Linked DNA regions of Mus musculus: regions 2, 3 and 4 are each linked to region 1. A link is a contact called in public HiChIP or PLAC-seq and promoter capture Hi-C data. All regions are on one chromosome and are shown on one strand. The core of a region is the stretch at or near the end of the contact, and the rest is flanking DNA. Distances in the headings are between cores, read along the strand shown.

What was found. Promoter capture Hi-C pulls out the DNA fragments that hold promoters and counts their contacts. HiChIP or PLAC-seq counts read pairs in DNA pulled down with a chosen protein or histone mark.
Region 2: a promoter capture Hi-C map of pre-B cells shows a contact between it and region 1, with 3 times the contacts expected there. The contact joins the promoter of Cers5 here to the promoter of I730030J21Rik in region 1. A contact is called at or near these places in 2 of 39 promoter capture datasets (hippocampal neurons and pre-B cells).
Region 3: an H3K4me3 HiChIP or PLAC-seq map of bone marrow-derived macrophages shows a contact between it and region 1, with 4 times the contacts expected there. The contact joins the promoter of Larp4 here to the promoter of I730030J21Rik in region 1. A contact is called at or near these places in 2 of 39 promoter capture datasets (hippocampal neurons and pre-B cells), 1 of 484 Hi-C or Micro-C datasets (embryonic stem cells), 3 of 115 datasets of contacts at active chromatin or transcription factors (bone marrow-derived macrophages, extraembryonic endoderm stem cells and large pre-B cells) and 1 of 9 other capture datasets (liver).
Region 4: a contact with region 1 is called in an H3K27ac HiChIP or PLAC-seq map of thymic regulatory T cells, with 3 times the contacts expected there. The contact joins the promoter of Nr4a1 here to the promoter of I730030J21Rik in region 1. A contact is called at or near these places in 1 of 39 promoter capture datasets (embryonic stem cells), 2 of 484 Hi-C or Micro-C datasets (CD4 T cells and CD8 T cells), 2 of 115 datasets of contacts at active chromatin or transcription factors (regulatory T cells and thymic regulatory T cells) and 1 of 9 other capture datasets (macrophages).

The regions. Positions count from the first base shown.
Region 1 is chr15:100,731,033-100,734,469 of GRCm38.p6, reverse strand. It overlaps I730030J21Rik (RIKEN cDNA I730030J21 gene), which reads left to right and starts at 1,733. Exons shown (of 3, transcript NR_045782.1): 1 at 1,733-1,930; 2 at 2,032-2,106.
Region 2 is chr15:99,770,618-99,774,054 of GRCm38.p6, reverse strand. It overlaps Cers5 (ceramide synthase 5), which reads left to right and starts at 1,540. Exons shown (of 10, transcript NM_028015.2): 1 at 1,540-1,872. The coding sequence starts at 1,676.
Region 3 is chr15:99,971,280-99,974,716 of GRCm38.p6, reverse strand. It overlaps Larp4 (La ribonucleoprotein domain family, member 4), which reads right to left and starts at 1,937. Exons shown (of 16, transcript NM_001024526.2): 1 at 1,734-1,937. The coding sequence starts at 1,751. It overlaps 2310068J16Rik (RIKEN cDNA 2310068J16 gene), which reads left to right and starts at 1,430. Exons shown (of 1, transcript NR_028124.1): 1 at 1,430-2,550.
Region 4 is chr15:101,265,078-101,268,514 of GRCm38.p6, reverse strand. Nr4a1 (nuclear receptor subfamily 4, group A, member 1) reads right to left here and starts at 1,669. Exons shown (of 7, transcript NM_010444.2): 1 at 1,544-1,669.

The DNA.
Region 1 (3,437 bases), core at 484-2,983:
TTGTCTAAATAATGAATTCCAGGCCAACCTGAACTGCACAAAACCTTGTCTCTCACATATATAAATACACATTTCTCTTGATTATTGGGTACTTTGCCCCCTAAATTTTCCACATAAGACAAATATCTCATTTGCTATACTCTAGTACTGACCTCTACCCAGGCTTAAATCCTCTTATAACCGTCAGGCTCCCCAGTCTGACCACTGGGATCTAGAAAAGAGCGAAGGCTTGCCTGTCTTTGTATCTCCGTGTACCTGTGCTCACACAGAGGCCAGCACAGCAGACTTCAACAGTATTTAGAGGCCAGATACGGTGGTACCCCACTGTTTGAGGCAGGAGGATGTAACCCTGTGACAGGGCCACAGATCTTAGCACAGTTGACCCCGTGATGGAAGCACCATCCAGAGTGTGAAACTCAGCCCGTAGACAGCACCACCTGCAACTAAAACAGACCTAATCCACCTAAGTCCACGGCTCTGGGAAAGTCTCAGAGCGTACTAACCTTGCTTTGGCTTCTGTAGTTCTGCTTCTAGCTAACTGTTCTTGCTAACTGAAATGTGTCAACAGAATGTGGTTTTTATCCTTAAAGAGAAAAGACTTGGCTACACAGGGATCTCGTTATAACACCCAGTGTCCTGCTGGCCGGGGCCGGCTAATAGACTTCGTATCGGTTTAAACTGTGTGTGCGCAGTCATCTCTGGTGGACACCACAGAGCAGCTCTAGGCCAGCTTGAGTTGTATATAAATAAAAACCCTATTTCAAAGCACCAACAACCATAACAAAACAATCTTTAAAGGAAGGAAGGAAGGAAGAGGAAGGAAGGAAGGAAGGAAGGAAGGAAGGAAGGAAGGAAGGAAGGAGAAAGCCACCAACAACACTGTAGGATTAGAAGGTAGTGTTGTTTATTATTTACCAGAGACTAAAAGCATTAAAAAAATAAACAAACCGCACTTTGTTTTGGGTTTTGGCTGTTGTTTTAGAGTTGGGTTCTGGTTTGGTTTGGAGATAGGGTCTCATGTTCCTGAGTCTGGCCTGGATGTAGCCAAGGACTCCGGATCTCTCTTGCTTCCAACTCCCAGACACTGGGATTACAGTATACGCCACTGGCTTCAGATTTTTGGTTTTGTTAGGCTGGCCTCAAACTTACTTTGCAGTCAAGACGACCTTTAACCTCCTGACTTTTTTAAAAGTTTATTTACCCTTTATTTTATGTGCACTGGCATTCTGCCTGCATGTACATCTATGTGGGCACGTCAGATCTTGGAGTTACAGACAGTTGTAAGCTGCCATGTGGGTGCTGGGATTTGAACTCCGTTCCTCTGGAAGAACAGTCAGTGCCCTTAACCCAGTCCGCACTTCTAACCTACATCATCACACTTCTGTGATTTCTGGCCTATGCTGGTGTGGTATCTGGGGATCAAACTCAGCTCATTGGGATTGTACTTTTCCCCACAGAGGCACCTCGCCTGGCCCCCACAAGTGTTTCTGGATAAGAGGCTAGCCCTCTCTGTGAAGGGCAAGACTCCCCTCCCCTGAGTCTGCCACACTCAGAAGCCGCTGTCTCTCTCCAGGGCCTGAGAGTGGGAGGAAGGGAGCCATAAGGGGCAGAACTGACGTCACCAGCTCACAAAGCTGCCTTGTCTCTCTGCTTCAGCAGATCTGCTCCTCACTGAACTTCCTGCGCTATGGTGGGGAAGCCCCTTGAAAAAAAGAAAAAAGGAGACGGAAGTGCAGAGCACTCCAAACCAGAACCTAAATGGTAGAGCAACAAACAGCAGCCTGTGCGGGAAGATAATGAAATTTACAAAGCTTCTAGGAAGGCCCATCTCAAGTCCTTGCAGCTGAGAGAATCTGAGCCTGCCACCTCAGAAGTGCCTAAGGATGGTTGTGAGCATGTGTGGATGACTTCTTCAGGAGCCGGACAGCAGGTTGGGAGGCATCTTGTCCTGGTGCCCGATTTTCCCTTTATTTAGTACACATATAAACTTGTCATTTAACAGAAATCATGTTCTTTTCTTTTCTTTATTAGTACCGTGGGTGTGAGTGAGTGTGGGTGCTTGTGTGGAGAACAAGGACAACTTTTGGGAATCGATTCTCTTACCATGTAAGTTCTGGGGACTAAACTCAGGGATCAGAGGTTGCACAAGTGCTTTCACCTGCTGAGACACATCGATGCCCCTCCCCCCTTTTTGAGTTAGGGTCTCATGCAGCCCACAATGGTCTCAAACTTATTTAGCCAACAGTGACCTTGAACCCTGATCCTCCTGTCTCCCTCTCTCAGCTGCTTGGATTGGAGGTGTGTGTCACCGTGTTCAATTAATGAAAGCCAAATTTTAAGTGGGCTGCCACCAGCGGAGGTCAGGGTGTCCCCTTCTGCCCTGTGGTGCATCAGAACCTTCCCATGCAGTGGGGAAGGGAGCCCTCCCCAACCCCTGCTAGGAGAGAACGCAGTGTTTTAGGGATAAGTCTACAGCAGGCACCTCCAAATTAGACAGCTAGTCATTATGAAGACTTAAGTCACCTTTAAAATCATAGTCAGGCATGGTGGTTCATTTGTCTAATCCCAGCACTTGAGAGGCTGACTCACGAGGATTGAGACCAGCTTGGCTAGCTACAGGAGGCCTTTTCTTGAAATGCAAAAATGAAAGGGGGGGTGGCTCACACCTTTAATCCCCACACTAGAGAGGTAGAGGCAGGTGGATCTCTGAGTTTGAAGCCAGCCTGATTTACATAATGAATTCTCAGACAGCTAGGGTTACTTAGAGAGATTCTGAATCAGATAGATAGATAGATAGATAGATAGATAGATAGATAGATAGATAGATAGATGACCTCTGACCTGCATGTACAACACACACACACAAATCACTAAAAGAAACAGATTGAAAATGATCAAAGTGCATTATATATACATCTACGAAGTGTCATAATGAAACCTTTGTTTCCCATAACTAATGAACGCTAATCAACTTCTTATTCCCAAAGTGAACTCATTAATAACAGCTTCAGAATTTGAGGTACACACATCGGCTGGCACTCCTCGAAAAGCCAAACAGTCTCTTTCACGCTCCAAGGCAGAGTAAGAGGTCATGAGCCTACCCTGGAGCAGTCTGAGGTCCCTCAGGTCAAGTTGGGACCTGACTAAGATCACACAGTGCTGAAGGTCGAAGAGCTAAGTGAAAGGGAGGTGGGAGCAAAGGCCAAACCACCGAGTCTCACACCCAAGGGACGAGAAGCAAAGACAGCGGCGGCCCATTATCTGCAGCAGGAAATGTTGGTGATCCCAAAGCCTGGTAAAGTGTCACCCTTCACCTAAGTAAGCAAGCTCAGTAAACTTCCCCGCTGTGATCTCCTGGCCTTCCCAGAATGCCTCTGGTCCCCTCTGAGCGCTCAATTCAACGACAGGGGTGCTGGGTCCTGGCCCCTGAGCCTTAG
Region 2 (3,437 bases), core at 291-2,790, 960 kb after region 1:
TCTCTGGTTTGTTTCCTTGTTTAGGTAGATTTACAAGAGTTCAAGGTTTGCTCTGACCATTTAAAGTTGAGGTGGGGGGCTGGAGAGATGGCTCAGCAGATAAGAGCCCTGACTATTCTTCCAGAGGTCATGAGTTCAAATCCCAGCAACCACATGGTGGCTCACAACTATCTGTAATGAGATCTGATCCCCTCTTCTGGGGGTGTCTGAAGATAGCTACAGTGTACTTACATATAATAAATAAATAGGCCAAAGCGATCTGGGCCCAAGCGGGCTGGAAACAATAAATAAATAAAAAAATAAAGTTGAGGTGGTTTGTAAGATAAGGAAATGAGAGTTCTGGAGTCTAAGTATTTTCTTTCTTTTTTTTTTAAGATTTATTTATTTATTATATCTAAGTATACTGTAGCTATCTTCAGACACTACAGAAGAGGGAGTCAGATCTCATTACAGATGGTTGTGAGCCACCATGTGGTTGCTGGGATTTGAACTCCAGACCTTCGGAAGAGCAGTCGGGTGCTCTTACCCACTGAGACATCTCACCAGCCCCTCTAATTATTTTCTAATTACAGCTGTTGGTCTATATGACTTTGGGCAAACTATTCTGCCTCTTTGGACTTCAGTTTATTCCTTCATAAACTGCTACATGACAGATGTCATTAAAACTAGCGGTCATTTATTTTCCTTTTGCCTTGTTGCTTTTTTTTCCCCCCATTACCTTCTGCCTCAAGAGGGGAGAGGAGGAACCTTTTGTCCTGTACTGTATGCAAACTGGTCTTAAAAGGAAGGGACAATTCTCTCCCTTTGGTCACCCAAGTGCGGAGCCGTCAGCTGTGAAACACTACCTCCCACAGACACTCAAAAGGGAATGGGGGTGGGATGGGGAGGTCTCATGAAGTTCATTTTGGCCCTGAACTTGCAGAGAACGACCCTGAGCCCCAAGTGGGATTACAGTGGAGGCTGGAATTACAGGCTTTTAATGTAAAGATATTTCAAAGCCTTGTGTTTTCTCTGAGAAAAAGTGAAGGTAACTTTTAAGGCCTAAAGCCAAGGAGGGGGGTGGAGATCAAGGAAGTGCAAAAAAGGAGAAGGAGGAGTAGGAGGAGGAGTATGAGGAGGAGGAGGAGGAGGAGGAGGAGGAGGAGGGGGAGGAGGAGGAGGAGGAGGAATCAACTAGGATGAACAGCACAGCCGGCTGGCTGGGACACCGGGACTGTAAGTGATGATCAGGAACGTATAGCCGGGCCGGGAGCCAGAAAGAACTTGAATCTGCTGGACTAGGAAGAGTGTTTCCAAAAGGGAGAAACTAGCCTGAGGTAGGGGTGTGACCATGGTGATGTCGAACCTGCTGAAAGAAACTGGGCGTGGCTCGGGCTGCAGGTGAGGGGCGTGACCAGGACAGGTGGGCGTGGCCAAGAAGAAATGGGCACGCGGGGCGAGGCCGGGACCCACATGAGGGGCCTGGGCTGCTGCGACGGAGAAGTGGGCGGGAAGGCGGGATGGGCGGGGAGGAGGCCATCCTTGCGGGAGAGGCGGGCTGGGCGGCTGGGAGGACCCAGGGACGGAAGAGGGTGGCCGTAGGCCGGGCCCCGCCTCGGGGCCGCCTCCCAGCGGGTTCCTTTTGCCTTGACTGCCTCCGAGGCTGTGGCGGCAGTGGCCGCCGGGCGCGCGTAAGATGGCGACTGCAGCAGCGGAAACCCTGGGCCTCCTGTGGGGTTGGCTGTGGAGCGAGAGCTTCTGGCTGCCTCAGAACGTGAGCTGGGCGGACCTGGAGGGCCCGGGCGACGGCTACGGCTACCCGCGCGCCCAGCACGTGCTGTCGGTGTTCCCGCTGGCAGTGTGCATCTTCTCCGTGAGGATGCTGTTTGAGCGGTGAGCGTTGCTGCGCGGGGCCGGGGATGGCGGGGGGTAGGGGCGGGACGCCTGGGCCGGAGACCGAGGGCCGGAAGCCGAGGCGGCGGGGCGGGGGAGCCGGGGAGCCCGGGCCGCGGCGGGGATGCTCGGAGCCCGGCGACGCGCCCCTGGAGCCTGCGTGCGCGCAGACCGCGCGAGTCTAGGGTGTGGGCGAGTGAGAGAGAATCGAGGGGAGTGCTGGGCCTCAGAAGTGCAGATCACAGAGTCGCATGGAGCTCTCGAAGGCTGCCTCCCAATCTCCAGGAACCCAAGAGTGAGTCGTGCTCCCGCAGTGCCCGGCGAGAGGAACGGGAAGGGCCTGGGAGAACCAGAATTAGCTGGGGTCCTGGAAGCTTGTGGGTTCAGTGCAAGCGCCAGAGCTTCCGAGCGACGTAGGTGGATGCATGAGATGTAATGTTTGCTAAAGTTACTTTACTTCTGGGGTTTGAAACAACAGGATCAGTTAGGCCCCAAGCCCTGATTTGTTAGCGCGTGAACGTGTTAGTATGACAGCAGACGTCTGGCTAGGATAGGGTGTGGTGAAGCCTGAGGCTTCCAACATTTGGGGAAGGTGTCAAGAGGAACTGCTGAACGGGCCTTGGAAGCCTGAGATGGGAGAAGTGGTCATTTTGAAGGCGATGGAGCCTGAGACTTTATTGGAAACAGCTTTGTGAACCAGCTTCTAAGGTGGTAGTATTCACAACATACTTTGCCCAGCTACATGCTCTGGGCAGAAGATCCCCCCCACCCCACCCCCACCCCGTTCTTCAAAGGGCTAGTCTTATCTGCTGCCAAAAAGACACTGTTCTTCAAGGATCTGATGCGATCTGTAATGAGGATCAATCATAGCTGTGTTTTTGATAAAGCTTACTCAAACTCCAAGGAAGTACTTTCCTCGTAGGCAGAGACGCCTTCTGTAAAAACCTTATCTAGAACAAACACGACACTGATGCCAGAATTCCTTTTCTAGTGTGGAGATGTGGTTAGACAAAATAATCCATTACTCAGAAGTATCTGTTTTGGATTACTTCTTTGATTTGTCTACAAGGGTTTTTTTTCTTATATCCAGCTAGTCACTAATCTGTATTTAGTAATACTATTTATCTCTTCTAAAAGTGCTATGCCAGACACTCAGATGCAAAAAGTAAATATATAATAAATAGATTAAGTGAAACTCAAAGTCTTTTCTGGGCCCCCAAGAATTTACAGTTTTTCAAGATAACCATCATTATCTTAAGTATCCCTGAGGTGGAGGTGGAGGTGCAGGCTTAGGAGAAAACTGGATCCTGCTATTCTCTTCCATAGTGAGGGCTGAAAATGAAATGCAAGAACTATCAAGAAAAGAGACAATCCAATACACTTTTCCATTGTCATAAGAATAGTCTTTGTTTCTCATACAGATATATAACAAGCTTTGTGACTTACCTCTGCTATCGGCATACACACACACACACACACACACAGAGTATATATTCCAATTCTAAAGGGTTCCCCCAGATGGCTGGAGACTATTCCCTGGAGGAGTCACTGGAAAGGATCCTTCC
Region 3 (3,437 bases), core at 688-3,187, 760 kb after region 1:
TCCCAGGGCTCAGGAAGCAGAGGCAGTCAGATCTCTGGGTTTGAGGCCAGTCTGGTCTAAAGAGGAGTGCCAGGTAAGCCAGGGCTACAAAGAAAAAACCCTGTCTCCGGGGGTGGGGTGAACAATATTTGCACGGCATGGTAATTCCTAAAAAGGAAACTAAGCCCTGCTTACAATAAAACCTGATTTCTTGTCCTTTTCAAAACCAAGGTGAACTTAAATTAATAACAACAAAATAAACAGAAAGATTGAGTCCACTGTTCGAAATTTTTAGTGGACTGTTTCAAATATCCAAATGAATACATACTACTGACCTTCAGCATACATTAATTAAGCGTCTTTAACGCCTAATTTTTAGGATCCCAAACTTATCAACTGAAAGGTAGATCAGTAATGAGGGAAAATGAGTATAGAAGATATAAGCAGTTATTTGCTTAATATACAATACACGTGTTTGTGTGAAAATGTCCTTATGTAACACAATACCAAGTACAACGAATATACACAATGAAAAATAAGAATTGCTTATTTACTTTATGCCAGACTACCCTAAGATTCTCCCACCACCACTCTGAACACTCTTTGCCCCTAAGTTAGCCCCATCTTCCAAGTCCATTATACAACCTGTGATTCCGTCTCTCATGAAAAGATTCTTTTTATGGGCATAGTTAACAAATGCCAAGTTGCAAAGTTGCAGCTTTGCTGGATTGACGTTTTCACAATGTAAGAACAATATGATCTGGAATCTACTCAAAGCATTTGCCAGGCAGTCAGCTGATGCTCACTCAACACAACCGGGCAGAAACGAGAGAAATTAAACTTCATTATTTGTCTAAGACAGGTAATCACTACCTTGAAATCTCAAACAGGCGGACGGTAGACGGTCCAATAGAAACGGTATTTCCACCGATCCAACACCACCACAAAACCCCGGCTTCACCTAAGTTTCTCTCCTCCTTTGCAATTTTCCTTGTAACTGGCCCCGAACAGGTTCGCGGAATCAACCCGCACCACGCAGCCGCAGCCCGAGTAACTTTTACAAAAGGTCAGAGCGGTGCCTTTCAAGGCTTCCGACCCCTGTGGGGCTTCGCCGTTCGCACCAGCTCGCTTTCTCCCCCCGCACCCCCCTCGAACGTTCCAGAGCCGGCGGACGCAACCCAACAAAATTTTGGTGCAGCTTGGGGGGTCCGGAGGTGGGGGGAGCGGGCGAGCTTTCTACTCTCTTAAAAAAAAAAAAAAACAACAACAACACGCCCCTCCCCAGTTAGCGAGACAAAACCCCACCGCGCCCGCAGTTCCCCTTCTCCCGCGCTCCCACATGTTGCTCGCTCCGTCCCAGGCGGCCCCGCGAGGCCTCGCTCACCCCCAGCGCGCCCACCTGATCGCCCTTTCTCCGCAGGCTCCGCCCCCGCCGCCCGCCCGCCCGCTCGCCTCCTTCAGGAGCTCCATATGGGACACCCTCGGCTCCCTCGGCTCCTCACGCCACCTCAGCCCAGCCCCCGACGCGCCGCCTTCCCTTTCCCTGCCGCCGGGGGCCTCGACCCACACAGGCTCCTCGGGCCTGCGGAGGGCACAGCGGGGCTGCACGGCCTGCACGGCCCAGGTGCTGTGTCAGCCTCTCGTCGGGCTCCGCGGCGTGGACGGCCTGGAAAGTCACATGGCGGTGGGACCGGCCCGCGCCCCGAACACTCCGGCTCTTCTCAGAGCCCGACCGGGCGACCCGAGCCACTCACCTCAACGAAGAGCAACATGTCTGCTTCCGCTCGGCCCGATCGTTCACGCTGCCGCGACTCCAACTGGCTCCCAGGCCCGGGCCCCGGTCGGTAGGATAAGGACACTCGCCTTGCCCCTCCACCCGGCAGTGGACCCGGCTCCTCCCCCGCCGTCAGCCGCTGCGCCCTGACCCGCCCAGTCCCTCCTCCCGGGAAGCAACAACTGTTTCCGGTTCTGGAGGAAAACTGCTTCCGGGGGCGGAGGGCCTGCCCGCCCCTGTGCGTGCTTCGCTCCGGCAGGCTCGTCTGTGGCGGCGAAGGCGAAAGTGTGTGGTACGTGTCGCGTGTGGGTCGACGCCCGGGAGGCCGCGCCGGGCTGTGCAAAACGCTCACTAAAGCATTTGTACTTTCTACCAAAAAGCTGACACCGCACTGCTAACCCTTGCGCAGATTCGTGGTTAAAAACCTAGGTCCGATTAAAAAGCGACCGAGTGCACCCGCCCCTGCTGATGACGTACTGGCTCCTCCCGCCCCTCATTAGAAAAAAAAAAAAAAAAGCTGAAGAGGGAGCTAAGATACTCTTCAGCTACTCAGTGCTTGTACTTTACTAAGCATTTTGCATAAGTTAATCTTAAGACCCTATGAATGTATTGTTGGAGGAGTGCTGGAACAGTCAGATTCCTTTCGCTACAACTTTGATAAAACTTTAGCCCAAGCCCCTCGGAATCAGGTCTCATTAACATAATGATGCTCCGCTGTGATGCTTAATGCTCTACTAAAAATAATTAGCCTAGATCTCTTCTTTATTATGTTTTCATAGTCAAATAAAATAGTATACAAATATTTAATTATTTTTACTAGAGTTATTCTTCCTCTACCAGTCTCTATTGCTCCAGTTTCAAACACTTTTTTTTTTTTTAATTTAAAAAAACATGAGCCGGGCGTGGTGGCACACGCCTTTAATCCCAGTACTTGGGAGGCAGAGGCAAGCGGATTTCTGAATTCAAGGCCAGCATGGTCTACAGAGGGAGTTCCAGGACAGCCAGGGCTACACAGAGAAACTCTGTCTCAAAAAAAACAAAAAAATAAAAAATTTACATATATATATTTGTGTGTGTGTGTGTTTCCGTTTTTTTGAGACAGGGTTTCTGTGTAGACTAGGTTGTTCCCGGAACTCACTTTGTAGACCAGGCTGGCTTGAACTCACAGAGATCTACCTATCTGCCACCTGAATGCTGGAACAACACCTTAAAGTGATGTTTTCATTTCATCAACTCTTGCTTGTTTTCTTGTTTTTTTTTTTTTTTTTTTTCCCCACTTTGAGACAGGGTTTCTCTGTGTAGATCTTGGCTGTCCTAGAACTCACTTTGTGGACCTGGCTGGCCTAGAACTCAGAAATCCGCCTGCCTGTGCACCCCCACCCCCACCCCCACCGAGTGCTGAGATTAAAGGTGTGTGCCACCATGCCCAGCCCTCTTTATCTTTCTTAAAAATTTATTTTCATTCTATACATATGGCTCTTTGCCTGCAGGCATGTATATGCTCCCTCCTGCATGCCTGGGAACTGAACCTGAGTCCTCAACAAAAGCAACCAGTGCTCTTAACAAAAAAGGTTAGACCATCTCTGCAGGCCTAACCTTTCAATTCTTTCCTTTCTGTTTCTTTTGCTTACTTTCTCCCTTCCCCTCCCCACAAGTCTACCTCCCCATGACAACATCTTTCTGT
Region 4 (3,437 bases), core at 420-2,919, 530 kb before region 1:
GCAGAGGGTGCTGAGGCAGAGGGTGCTGAGGCAGAGGGTGCTGAGGCAGAGGGTGCTGAGGCAGAGGGTGCTGAGGCAGAGGGTGCTGGGGCAGAGGGTGCTGGGGCAGAGGGTGCTGAGGCAGAGGGTGCTGAGGCAGAGGGTGCTGAGGCAGAGGGTGCTGAGGCAGAGGGTGCTGAGGCAGAGGGTGCTGAGGCAGAGGGTGCTGGAGCAGAGGGTGGGGTGGAGAAAAAGACTATCACCACCTGCTGGCCCTTGAGACCCTCTAGTCCCAGTATTTCTCCCATTCCCCACACCACCCCTGGGTGCCTAGCCAGGACAGCTCCACCGCTGGCTAGGCATACGACTTCCCATAAAACAGCACCCCCCCCCCAACCAGTTCCCACCCCGCCTGCCCCGTGTCAAGTCCCTAGGGCATACAGCACCTGGGAGAAAGAAAGAAATATGGCCACTTCTGCCTCTGTTTGCAAGAAGCCTGGGAAGGGATGGGTTGGGGGTGGAGGAAGAAGGGTGGCAGCCAGTCAGGACTGGGCGTTTGTTCCAGCTCCATTCAAATCCTGTTTCTCCACTTGGACATCCTACATCCGGATCAACCCCCACCAATCTACCCAGCTTCAGGCCGATAGTCCGCAACACAAGATACAGATCTGCATCTAGCCTCCTGAGGGGGTGGGGGTGTCTCAAGGAGGAGGAAGAGGCGGGGTTGAAAGAGGGAGTGGGAGAATCCGGCTTGGGGCAGGTCCTGGCAACACCTGTTAGGTGACCAAGCCCGCAGGCTGCACCCTACCTAACAGACTCAAAAGACCACTGGGGTATACAAGTCTGTCTGATGACAGAAGGGGTCTCCCCCCTAGTCAGTACTACATCGAGACTCTATCGTGAGCAACTTCCACCCAGGCTCCACGTGCGGCTTTCAGTAGCTGCACCAGGCTACAGCTCCTAGGTTTCTAGATACTCTGACAACTTAGTCTAACACAACCATTACCCAGCCAACCTAGCTAGCCATTTCCTTCAGCAACCCCCAGGTCTTCCAGCACGGTTCAGAAAGAAAGTTCGGTAAGGGAATCAGAAAATCTAAGTACAGCCTATGAAGTATTAAGTAAACACTGGGAAAGGGGGCTGAGAGCCCGGGAAGGAGACCCGTGGAAATCCAATCTTACTTGTACTTGGATGGATCCCAGCAACGCCGAAGCTCTGAGTACCTTTTCCCAGTCCATGCTCAGACAACCCCCTACCCGGCAATCAACACCCAAACCCAGAGTACAGAGTGCCTCACACTGGAGATCCTAGCGGGGAAACCTCCTAAACAAGCGCCCACTACCTACCAAAACCAAGCACCTTGCAGACCCTTCGCCCGCTTCCTAAACTTCAAGCCCTGGCTCACCCTACTCCAAGAGCTATCCTTTAATACCAAAAATGCACCCTACACACCCCTCCTCGTAAGCCGACCCGAAAACACCCTTCCTTTTCGCCCGCGCGTACACCCCATCTCTTTCATGCACTGTCCCTAGAAACAGAAACACGCTCCCTGCGGGGTACCTACCCAGCCGGCTCCCACTCCCTGTGGCCGGGACCAGCGACCCAGTCGCAGCCTGGTCCCGCGTGCGCTCCGCTCCGCAGTCCTTCTAGCACACTCCCCCAACTTTCGCAGCCTCCTGCACTGGGGCTCCCCTGGCGAGCCCGACCCACATCTTAAGCGCTCCGTGACGCATGGAGAGGGGCGGGGGCGCCACTGACGCACACGGCCCGGCGAGCTTTGGCCATACAAGGGCGCGGGGGGCGGCGCGGTTCCGGCGGGAGGCGGCCAGGAGGAGGCGCGGGGACGGGGAGCCCGAGGGGGCGGGGCGAAGAGGGGGGGCCTGGAATGTCTGCGCGCGTGACGCACGCGGGGTTCCATTGACGCAGGGAGCGCGGATTGTTTGATCTATAAATAGTTTTCCTCTCGCCCGCTGCGCCGGCTAAATATAGTAGCTTCCAGACCCACTAGGCTCACCAAGCCGGACCCGGGATCGGGTCCCGGGGTCCGAAATAACCGACCAGGAGGAGGGGGTGTTGTAAATCCGTGCCCGCAGGGCTTCCCCAGAACAGGATCTCCTCCCCTCCAGCTGCTCCTGGTGCCAACAGCTCCCTCTCCCTCCTGCCCACCCCTACCCCAGGCCCTGCTCCGCTTTTGTCCCTTTCCCAGTCTGTCCTGGACACCTAGGGTATCACTCTCTGCCATTCTGAGCAGCCAGGGCAGTTCAGGGCTGAGGCAAGCCATTCTGGGACACACCCAGAAGATAGGAGGTGGGCTGGGCCCGTGCCTCAGCCTTGGCAATGTGCAGGGTCTCTAGCCCCAGGACTGAGGACAGGCACTCTGGCCTTCAAGGTTCCTTCCCAAAGGGCATAGCTTTGCCAGGCTGGGTCAACGGGCTCGGCTCCACACCGATGCTGGTTTCTCAGCGATGGCCTCTTAACCCCTCGCAGGATGGATGCACCCTAGTTGAGAAATTGCCGAATTTCAGAACCGGGTGGAGCCTGAGAAATCTTTCCAAACTCTTGCCAACTCTTCCCCATTTTATAAATAGATTCAGAGACATAATGGTACTTGTTCAAGGTCACTAAGCTAGGTAGTAGCACAATGGGGTCTTGAACCCAGGGCCATCGAACTCCATCTCCTTTTCACACTCTTCTGTCAATTCCCTGGTCCCAGTCCCTGATGGGGACCCACCTGCCTCCCCACTACCTGCTCCAGCAGTGAAGAGAGCAGCTGTAACCAGTTACTGCTTGCAGGGAAGGGTCTGGCCAGGGCTGTACTCAAAGTGCAGACCAGGCTGCAGCCACCTGGAGCTGTCACCCTGCAGGTCACATCTCCATCCCAGTCTAAGCTAAAGGAAACCTCATTTGTAGTCAGGTAAGAGAAAGGAAGGGGTATGGAGAAAAGATTCAGTGGTTAGCTTTCCCTACTAGGGATTCTCTTTGCAGTATCTCTATCCCATCCTTGACCCCACCCCCTGGTTCCCGATTTCTGCTGCCAGCCCACCAGTGCAGCAGACTAACCGAGACTATCCAATGACGGCCTATTCTGGCCATAACCGGTTTTTAAAAATGGGCTAAGGGCGTAGCTCAGTGGTAGAGTTCTTGCTTGCCTAGCATTTGTAACCTGGAGTCCATCCCATCACCACAAAAGACCCCCCCCCCCAACCAGCCTGCTATTTCTTTTTAATCACTGTCCCCTGCATACGGAACAGTTTTCATACACTGCTGATGTCATTCGGTGATATGTTCAGAAGTTACCAGCAACCCCCCCCCCAGGCTAACGTGTAGTCTCGTTGCGGCTGAGTCCATAGCTCTGGACTTTACCAAGCCACCTTCCAAAGGACAAAAAGCCACCTAGGAGAAGAAGTGTGGACAGGATGATGTCCACTGGAGCCATCCTGGACCCTCCCACCCCCACA